Regions from separate parts of the Mus musculus genome. Here regions 1 and 3 are each linked to region 2. Evidence: chromatin contacts called from public HiCAR-type data. All regions are on one chromosome and are shown on one strand. Each heading gives the region's core, a stretch centred on a gene start, on an enhancer-like site or on the middle of the called end of the contact. The rest is flanking DNA. Distances are from core to core; before and after follow the strand shown.

What was found. HiCAR-type assays count read pairs that join an accessible place to other places.
Region 1: a HiCAR-type map of fibro-adipogenic progenitors shows a contact between it and region 2, with 4 times the contacts expected there. The contact joins two enhancer-like sites. A contact is called at or near these places in 1 of 15 datasets of contacts at CTCF or cohesin (the NIH/3T3 cell line), 5 of 484 Hi-C or Micro-C datasets (cardiomyocytes, nephron progenitors and uterus), 1 of 115 datasets of contacts at active chromatin or transcription factors (fibro-adipogenic progenitors) and 1 of 9 other capture datasets (embryonic trunk).
Region 3: a HiCAR-type map of fibro-adipogenic progenitors shows a contact between it and region 2, with 9 times the contacts expected there. The contact joins two enhancer-like sites. A contact is called at or near these places in 87 of 484 Hi-C or Micro-C datasets (the AML12 cell line, the AtT-20 cell line, the Ba/F3 cell line and 51 more), 10 of 115 datasets of contacts at active chromatin or transcription factors (craniofacial prominence, embryonic basal ganglia, embryonic fibroblasts and 6 more) and 3 of 9 other capture datasets (embryonic stem cells, embryonic tail and embryonic trunk).

Annotation. Positions count from the first base shown.
Region 1 is chr1:163,220,611-163,223,551 of GRCm38.p6, reverse strand. No RefSeq gene overlaps it. Among named protein-coding and RNA genes, the nearest start is that of Gm20471, 58 kb to the left of the region's middle. Within about 2 kb of position 1,626, at least 9 of the 459 cell types and tissues checked have an H3K27ac peak or open chromatin away from gene starts, as enhancers often do. A contact at or near this core is called in fibro-adipogenic progenitors, where this site is marked.
Region 2 is chr1:163,892,638-163,895,736 of GRCm38.p6, reverse strand. The region is part of intron 19 of Kifap3 (kinesin-associated protein 3); the gene reads right to left. Among named protein-coding and RNA genes, the nearest start is that of Scyl3, 36 kb to the left of the region's middle. Within about 2 kb of position 1,731, at least 9 of the 459 cell types and tissues checked have an H3K27ac peak or open chromatin away from gene starts, as enhancers often do. A contact at or near this core is called in fibro-adipogenic progenitors, where this site is marked.
Region 3 is chr1:163,155,242-163,158,424 of GRCm38.p6, reverse strand. No RefSeq gene overlaps it. Among named protein-coding and RNA genes, the nearest start is that of Gm22434, 39 kb to the right of the region's middle. Within about 2 kb of position 1,379, at least 4 of the 459 cell types and tissues checked have an H3K27ac peak or open chromatin away from gene starts, as enhancers often do. A contact at or near this core is called in fibro-adipogenic progenitors, where this site is marked.

The DNA.
Region 1 (2,941 bases), core at 377-2,876, 670 kb after region 2:
GCATACAAATAGAAATTGAAGTTTGGAAAAGGACTGAGGGACCTTGAGGAGATAGAAACCCCATAGGAAGACAGACAGAGTCAACTAACCTGGACCCTTGGGGGCTCCCAGAGACTGAACCACCAACCAAAAGGTATACATGGCTTGGACCCAGCCCCCACCACATATGTAGCAGTTGTTCAGCTCAGCCTTCAAGTTGGTCCCCTAACAACTGGAGTGGGGGCTGTTTTTGAATCTGTGGCTTGCCTGTGGATCCTGTTCCCCTAACTTTGCTGCCCTGTTTGGCTGCAGTGGGAGAGGATGTGTTTGGTCCTGCAGTGACTTGATGTGGCAGGGTGGGTTGGTACCCAGCGAGGCTGCCTCCCACTTCTTCTCTGAGAAGGGATAGGGATGGGAGAGGTGCTGTGTAACAGGGAGATGGGAGGACAGGAGCAGCTTCCATCCAGATGTAATGTGAATAAATAAATACATTAGTGGAGACAAATATAAATTGAACATTTATTAAAATTATTACTTTATATCTATGCCTCCAGAGTTTAAACTCCTTCAGGCTAGGGATTATATTCTGGTAGAAATCAACAGTGACTCATATCCTCATAAAATGTGTTATGTTTTGTCAGTGGTCAACAAATCTTTGTTGACTTAGTCCATGGATGCAAGGACTTAAGGGTTCCTATGTAGACGAAAGCATGCTGAGTGCTTTACTGAATATTTTTAAAGGTAAATACGTGCTAATTAAAATTGTAGTAATTTAAGTTTTCCCATTCGGAGAGCTTCCCTGTTGAAATGAAACTGTGTATAGAGTAAGAACAAATGGAATTTGTCATGAACCAAGTAAAGACGGGTATGGAGTAATGGAAAGAGAAGCAGATGATGAGCAGCAACTCAGACCCAGGGCCGGCTTGTTTGCTGGCTTAATGACTTATGCCACCTCAAACGTCCCTGAACATCTATGTGAAATGAAGCATTGAGATGACATGATCTAAGGTCCCTTCCAAGGCTAACACCTCATGATTCTAAAATGCTATGAAATCATCACATGGCTGTCAGACTCAGGATCAAGTTGCCAAGGAGAGCCACTTGTGAATTTCTGACTTGGTAATAACAAAGAGAGGGGGGGGGAGAGAGAGAGAGAGAGAGAGAGAGAGAGAGAGAGAGAGAGAAAGAGAGAAGCAAATTGTAATTCTTTTTTTTTCCCTTTCCGAGGCAAGATGACTGGGTCTGCAAATCATGTTCTACTCTTAGCTCAGTCTCAGGCGAGTTTTATGCTCAGATCCACATTAGAGGACGAGGGCAGAGAAGACTCTGGACAATGCCCAGAGGCTTCAGACTTGGTGGAAAATATGTATCCAACTCTGTTTTAGGAGTCCATGTAAGTGTACATCTTCTTAATGCTAAATGGAAAATGTGACATAGTTCAGGTTGGGCTCCAACCAATGTACAGAGAATCACTTCTGAAACCATGAAAAAGAGAGGAAAAAAAAAATGACCCTGCATCACTTCAACCAAATTGGAATTGATATTTGTTGCAGAGCCTGGAGACTCACTTCTTGGCAGAAGTAGATTTTCCCAGTTGGTTACAAGTCTAATGATATAAAACAACAGCTGGCGTTGTAATGCCTAATAGATTGCATCTGCCCTGATATTTGAGAATGACCATGACAGCATTCCCAGTAGGGAGCTCACCCAGCCACAGATGATGTTCCATTCCTAAAAAAAAAAAAAAAAAGCCATCATGAACTGTCTTTTTCATCTCCAGAATTGTGCCCAGGTTGGAGAATGAGAGATTCGCAGAGAAGACACAGGAGAAACAAGGGCAAGCTTTAAATTCTTTAAAGCCAAAATTAAATGTCTTACAATTCTACTTATTGGTCCGTGACTGATTGTGGTTTTTCCATTTCTGTAAAACGGGTGATGTGGCATAATGGAAAAACCATGGTGTTTGGCAGCAGGTGGCTCTAGGCTTTACTAGTAGCACCTCGATTCACTGGCTAAGTGTTTTTACGGAAGTCACTTAATAGTTCCCCATCTGTTTATTCCTTGGTAAAATAGAACCAATTACTGTGATTGCAGTGGCTATAACACACAAACTCTCTCTCTCTCTCTCTCTCTCTCTCTCTCTCTCTCTCTCTCTCTCTCTCTCTCTCTCTCTCTCTCGTGTGTGTTTGCTTGTGTACATATATGTGTTTTGATACACATGCATGTATCTATGCATGCATGTGGAAGCCAGAAGATAATCTCAGGTATCTTTTTCAATTGATTTCCACCTTAGTTTTTGAGACCAAGAGCCTTGAATTTCCATTTTCCACTGGACCCTGAAAATCACTTAGCCCCGAGATTTAAGAAGTAGTTTCAATTCTATATGAATTCTTGCTCACATTTATAGAAAAGAAACTGTTCACAAATGGCATCACTGGATCTCATGACAAGAATAGATGCAAGCATTTAGGGAATTTAATTCATTGGATACAATTAATGCTAAATTCATTCTGTAGAATATAAATGGACTTGATCCCATGCTCACATGTAAATGCAATAAGGAGTGAGAGTTAAATCAAAGGATAGTAGCAAAACCATTTACAGTTCATACAGATCAAGACTTTCATTCAACTAAAGGGTAGTGAACCATAGTAGTCAAGAATTCTACAACTAGATTGTTGAGGCTAAACTCGTTGCTGCTTACTAACCATGTAGCTCCAAAGGAAGTTACTAAACTTTATCATAAAATGGGTGCCAGTCACCTCACTGGGCCACTGTAAAGACCCAGTAACATTTACCCAGAAAGCTCTCAGCACACTGTTGAGCACAGAATGAGCAAGCAACAACCATGACTGACTATCCTCCCCTCCAGGAAAGACCCAGCAAAGTTCACTTTCACTTGGAAATAATATATGTTACTTTAAGCAACCTTAAAAATATCCTAAAATAATAAAGATAACTT
Region 2 (3,099 bases), core at 482-2,981:
TCCTGACAAAACTAGAAAGAGCTTAATTATTCCTCTGATTTAGACCTGGACAGCATTTACTACTGTGTTTGAGATGTTTTTACATAAGCTAAAAAATCCCTTCGATAACTTAATATTCATAATTAATTTTCAATATATTATAAAAGTTTGCATAGATCTACATATTTTCCGGTAGAAGCATCATTATAAAACAAAGCAATTTTTAAAGTAATGGGATGCTATACTGCTATTCAACCTTGCTGTTATATTCTCAATATACATACATATGTATTTATAAAGAAACTGTGTCTTTAAAAATTATTTTCTCATTTGTATGTATGAGTGTTTTACCTGGGTCTGTGTATACCATGTTTGTGCCTGCTGCTCACAGGGTCAGAAAAGGTCATCAAATCCCTTGGAACTGGAGTTACAGATGTTTGTGAGGCAACATGTGGGTACTGGGAATTGAATCTCAGGTCCTCTAAAGAAGCGGTGGTGCTCTTAACTGCTGAGCCATTTCTCCAGCCCCTCTTCTGTATTTCTTTTAATCAAGGCTTTAAAAAAAACTTTATTTAAACCTATAAGCAGTTCTTTTAAACATGCCTGCAAGTCTCCAGAACTAAGGTGTTTTGGGGACCTACACATATAACCACGTCAAGAACTCAGTGTATAGAAGTTTAGCAGTGCATTAAATATACAGGACACTGAATGAGTTATTTTATTTTTAAGATTATATATTGTTTGATAATGGCCTTGTCCTAAACCTGGTAAGTTAGGGTTTTGATGGGGGATAAGGGCAGCCTTAGAGTGAAAGAAGTGACTCTCACTTGTATACACAGAATCCTAGTGATAGGAAAAACAACACATGAAAAACTAAGTGGTTGGTAGTATAAGGATGCTTCCTAGCAGGTCTGACCACCCGCATTTAATACTTGGGGTCCATGATGAAAGGAAAGGACTGATGCCTGCAGTTTCCCTCTCATCTCCACATGCATGCCATGGCAGGTACAGTCAATATGGAAGTGTAATTTATGGTTAAAATTTATGGTCTAAATGATTCTTTCATTCAGAGAAATAATCTGCTACTTCATTATGATCCTGAAACTAACACTTCAGCCGTTATTTAATGGTTCACAAGATAAGGAGGCTTCAGTGAAAGGCATACATGTATAATATATAAGCTCAAGCACAAAACAAATAACAGTAAATACGCTAAGAAAAAAGACAAGAGGTTGTAACTAACACACAGAAAACGAAGGCGTATGAAGCAGGGAACAGGTCATGGGCGAGTCCACTTCACTCTGACCTCAGCGAGATGGTCAGTGATGACATCATCCTACCAATAACAAAGAGCGCCAGGCTCTCTGAAAAATATTTTTCAAAGCCCCAAGGAAACTGAAGCAGACTGCGTTTTTTTTTTCCAGTTTATGAAAATTGGATTCCTATAAAAGGAAAATGGACCATTTTTACTGCAACAAAAACTGATTTGTAAAAGCTGGAAGCAGTTTAAGAATACTCTCAACATGAGGTTCTTGTTAGTCTTGAAAAGTAAGAGTTATAATAAAAAAATGTCCAAAAATATGGCATGAATACATAGTACATAACATTAAAAAAAAAAAAAAACAACCAAAAACCTTGCCTTGCTCCCATTATTTTTAATTAGCTTCAATACCAAGTTCCACTTCACTCCCAACCCCAGTTCAGAGCTGGGGAGATTTACATTTGACACTGTGATTGGCAACCTCAGAGCTAATGCCTTGGAGCCCTAATGCATTTTGCATTAGCTCTAAATGTCGGGAAACCCTGGCGCCAAGAGGTTCAAACCAATAGTGACACGTGTCTAAAGCCAAGGATTTGCTGTCCAACTGCCAGTATCTATTTTATCAAACGTCCGGTCTCTCTTGTAGAATGAGATAGATGAGTTTAACAGCTTTCACTGTTTCCAATTAAACTGACTCACCACATTACAGAAATGCAGACCCTCAGACTACGAAGCACCTTTGACTTGAGCTTAGGAAAAGCAACGATATAGATTAGGTCTTAACACTTTTTTCAATTTGGCTTAGTTTCTCAGATTTTAATTCATATATCTTTTAATTATCAAACATAAAAATTAATTCTTTACCTAGCAGGCACCCGGGATCAACTGCTTTACAGGAAGCTACTCAAATTGAAATGTTCCCGTAATAAAGCCTGAAAGCCATGGAAGTCGAGTGGCGGTGGCACTTCCCATTGCTGTAACTTTCTCATGCTCTGTCATACATGCCACTGCCAATCACTACAAATAGTGTTGATGAGACAATGCTCCTGTTTCCGCATTAATCTTTTACTATTCTTCCCTACATAACTTTGCTAGGTTTAGCTGTCCTCAAGACAATGATGAGGAAGCAGGGAAGAGTTGGTAGGTAATCTGGATATTTCCCTGACTTAGGGAGAGGCTCCAGAGGCAGCACTTCTTCCCTCTAAGGGTAACCAGGCTTGTCAGATTTTAAATCCACAGCCTAAGTTCTTTGTCTTTTCAACACCAGGAGAGGTGAGAGTTAAAGACAACAATTTCAGGTTAGTGAATGGAACATTTATGGAAATATATTCTTATATTATTTAAAGTCAGTTAATAAAATGGAAATTTTCATAATCAGCATTTTTTTTGCTTTTTTTAATTGGATATTTTCTTCATTTACATTTCAAATGCTATCCCAAAAGTCCCCTATATCCTCCCCCCTACCCTGCTCCCCAACCACTCACTCTCACTTCTTGGCCCTGGCTTTCCCCCTCCCTGTACTGGGACATATAAAGTTTGCTAGACCAAGTGTCCTCTCTTCCCAATGATGGCCAACTAGGCCATCTTCTGCTACATATGCAGCTAGAGATACAAGTTCTGGGGGTACTGATTAGCTCGTATTGTTGTTCCACCTATAGAGTTGCAGACCCCTTCAGCTCTTGGGTACTTTCTCTAGCTCCTTCATTGGGGGCCCTGTGTTCCATCCTATAGATGACTGTGAGCATCCACTTCTGTATTTGCCAGGCACTGGCAAAGCCTCACAAGAGACAGCTATATCAGGGTCCTTTCAGCAAAATCTTGCTGGTGTATGCAATAGTGTCTGCGTTTGGTGGCTGATT
Region 3 (3,183 bases), core at 130-2,629, 740 kb after region 2:
ACAAGCATATTTATGATTCTCAGTGTAGACACGGGGAGATGGTAACCAAAGAACCACACTAACAAATGTCAAATAAGTGCTCCAGAGAGACGAAATGCTGTTTTAGGAAAGCATGGGATAAATCCAACCAAAATGTGGGCTCGAGATGGGCTTTCCCGATGTATAATGCATGAGCCACAATATGAAGGTCACGCAGAGAGTACATAGGCAAGTTTGCAGAGGTTTCATTGCAGAGATAGAAGGATGAAGGTCTGTGCCTGGAGGGCAGCCACGGAAAAGGAAAGCTGACAAACCCAGACCGTGGAGTTGAAAGGATGGGATTAAAGTCTGAAAGCAGACATGAAACTATGTAGGTAACATCTATGATTTCCTCTCTATGGAAATACGCCTGGGAAATCACTGTAGGGCTTTTAAGTATTGGTGAAGCAAAACAGGGCTGGTGTTTTGAAGCATTTTCTCTAGACAAAAATTAAAATATAACCACTCTTCAAAAAGATTAAAAATAACCATTTTTTTCCCAATCAGACTCCCTACCTCAGAGCTCCCAGGGACTAAATTACCAATCAAAGAGTACATACAGAGGGACCCATGGCTCCAGCCCCATATCAATGGTAGGAGACGCCCTTGGTCCTGTGAAGGCTTGATTCTCCAGTGTAGGGGAATGCCAGGGTGGGGAAGCAGGAGTGGGTAGGTGGGTGGGAGAACACCCTCATAGAAGCAGGGGAACAGGGATGGGATGAGGGTTCTGAAGGAGAAACTGGGAAAGGGGATAACATTTGAAATGTAAATAAAGAAAATATCCAATAAAAAAATAACCATTTTTCTAAGGTTACCATGAAGTAACTCCCTAAGATGCAATTTCATTCTTCAACTGATGGCACTCAACTAACACCAAGGTGAGAAAGAAATTGGCTTAAGAGCTATTAAAGAGCAAACCAAAAAGACTATGAAGACAGATCATGCAGTTCCTGGTTTCTATTTTATGCAACGCCTGTGATACAACTGATTTCAACAACCCATTAGCAACAGTAGCTGTCACTGGCTGTCACGAGCTGGCTGTACTATCGTTGACCTCACTATTAATAATGACCACTGGCTAGTCCGAGTGAGTAGGCTGTGAGGTAGCCTAGTATTAAAAACAGAGAAAGGGTTTTACAATTAGAAACCTCAGATTTGAGTCCTGGTTTTGCTGGCTGTAAGTGAGAAGTTAAGGAAATAATTGGAATCAGTTATCCTGGATAGCCCTAGTTCCCAGAACAGCGACATGAAATTTCATTGTCCAAGGAGCATTTAGACATTTAGAGCACAGCTCTGTATTCAGTAACTCGGCTGTAACAGCTGTGGTACTTGGAGAGTTTCAGTGTAGGTGGGAGCCAGGGACTCCCATAAAGCAGGTCTTCCCTTTTCCCCCTGAGGACTCAGCTTCTCAGCTCTCGTTTTCTGGGTCCTACTGGGTACAGTATTCATCCTAATTTCTCCAAGATGCCTCATCTCAGTCTCCTTGAAAGCTTTTAAACTGGTTTTATTCCTTTCCCTTAGCCCAAATCTCTTTGGCTTGGGGCATTAGAGACAGTGAACACTGATGAGTTAATTTGTGTGGAAGTCTAAGTTGCTCACAGTGTTGCAGCATTCAGTTCAGAGTTCTTTCTGGGACTCAAAATAAATAAATTAATATATATATATACATATACATACTTATACATATATATATGGTGTGTGTGTGAAAATCTTTAATGTACTCATTATAATGAAATGATTGGATGTGACACACCCTGACATGATCATCAACTAATACATATATGAATCAAAACATCACATAGTGCATTCTGAGCAGAGTGTGATTATCAAGTGCTGTATAAGGTCAATTGCAGAGAGTTCTGGAAAGGGGTAGTGTCCTTGTTCCAAGAGTAGATGGCACCCGCTGCAATGGCATTCTCAGGAGGTGGACAGCTACATGATACACTATGTGGCCCAAGTCCTTGTGGAAAAATGGAAACAAGTCTCGTTTTAGAAGAGGCCTGCAGAGAAAGACGTGCTAATATTCAGCCTTTCAAAAGTCATTTCAGATGCAAATGGAAAATCAAGGCATAAAATATTGAAAATTAGATTTTATTTAAAAACACAAAGAAGCAACACCCTGGAGAGTGAACACAGAATATTCTTGCATTAGAGAAAAACCTGAGTGGGCTTTATCCAGTGTAAGGTGCATATAGGATCTGAGCATGAAGTTCAGTTTTGATTTTGCCTTTTGGTACAATGGATCAAACCAGTGCTCTTGATGACTGAGTTGCATCCCAACCCTCAATGGGTTTTGACAAATATGTACAAAAATTGTCCCCACCATCATTGAGAAGCCAGGGAAACCTTTCCCTGCCTCTTTGTAGCATGGGTTGGCTCTGAATGAATCATATTTCAGATGTTGTTGAAGAAAAAAAATCAGGCTTGATGATGGATTGGATTTTAAAAGGAAAAATGTAGGAGAGAAAGATAAACGTTCACTCCAAGATTTTGTCCTGAGAAACTTGGTTTGTACAACAGTTAGGTAGAGATGGCCAGAGTTCCGTGGTCAATATTGATGATGTATTTCTGGATACTAAGGAGGCATTTATTTTGCAAGATAAAGTTTAATGCATAGATAATCACTTAGAATACCGATCATAAAAGGACAAATATATGCTTACTGAAATAAACACAAGACCAATTTTATGGCTGAGGTCTTCAACCATGGAAGCACGTGACTTTACCCAATAGAGTGTTGGAAGGATCTGCATATGCCCAGCTGCGGATGCTCATTCAGCTCTGAGCTGCCATGTAAGAAACAATCTTCATAGGCATGAATTCTCTCATTGCTTTAACTCTCGAATCCCGATTCTGAGAATTTATACTTAGTGAATTACATGTAAAAGTTAAACCCAGCAATCTAAAACACAAAACTTTTCATTTGTACCAAATGTTTGTGACCAATCTCTCTATAGTAATAAAGGAAGGCATAGTTTATATGTCTAGAAAAGGTGACTATATAAGAACAGTAAGGTACATCTGCATAGAATATAACAACTGAAATGCTATTGGATGTCTGCTATATGCTTGTGACTATCCTAAGGTTTATCTTGCATTACCTCTGTCATATTTCTGTAGTTTTAGTTAGCACAAAGAATAATAGGGTTTGTTATGAAATTCTAA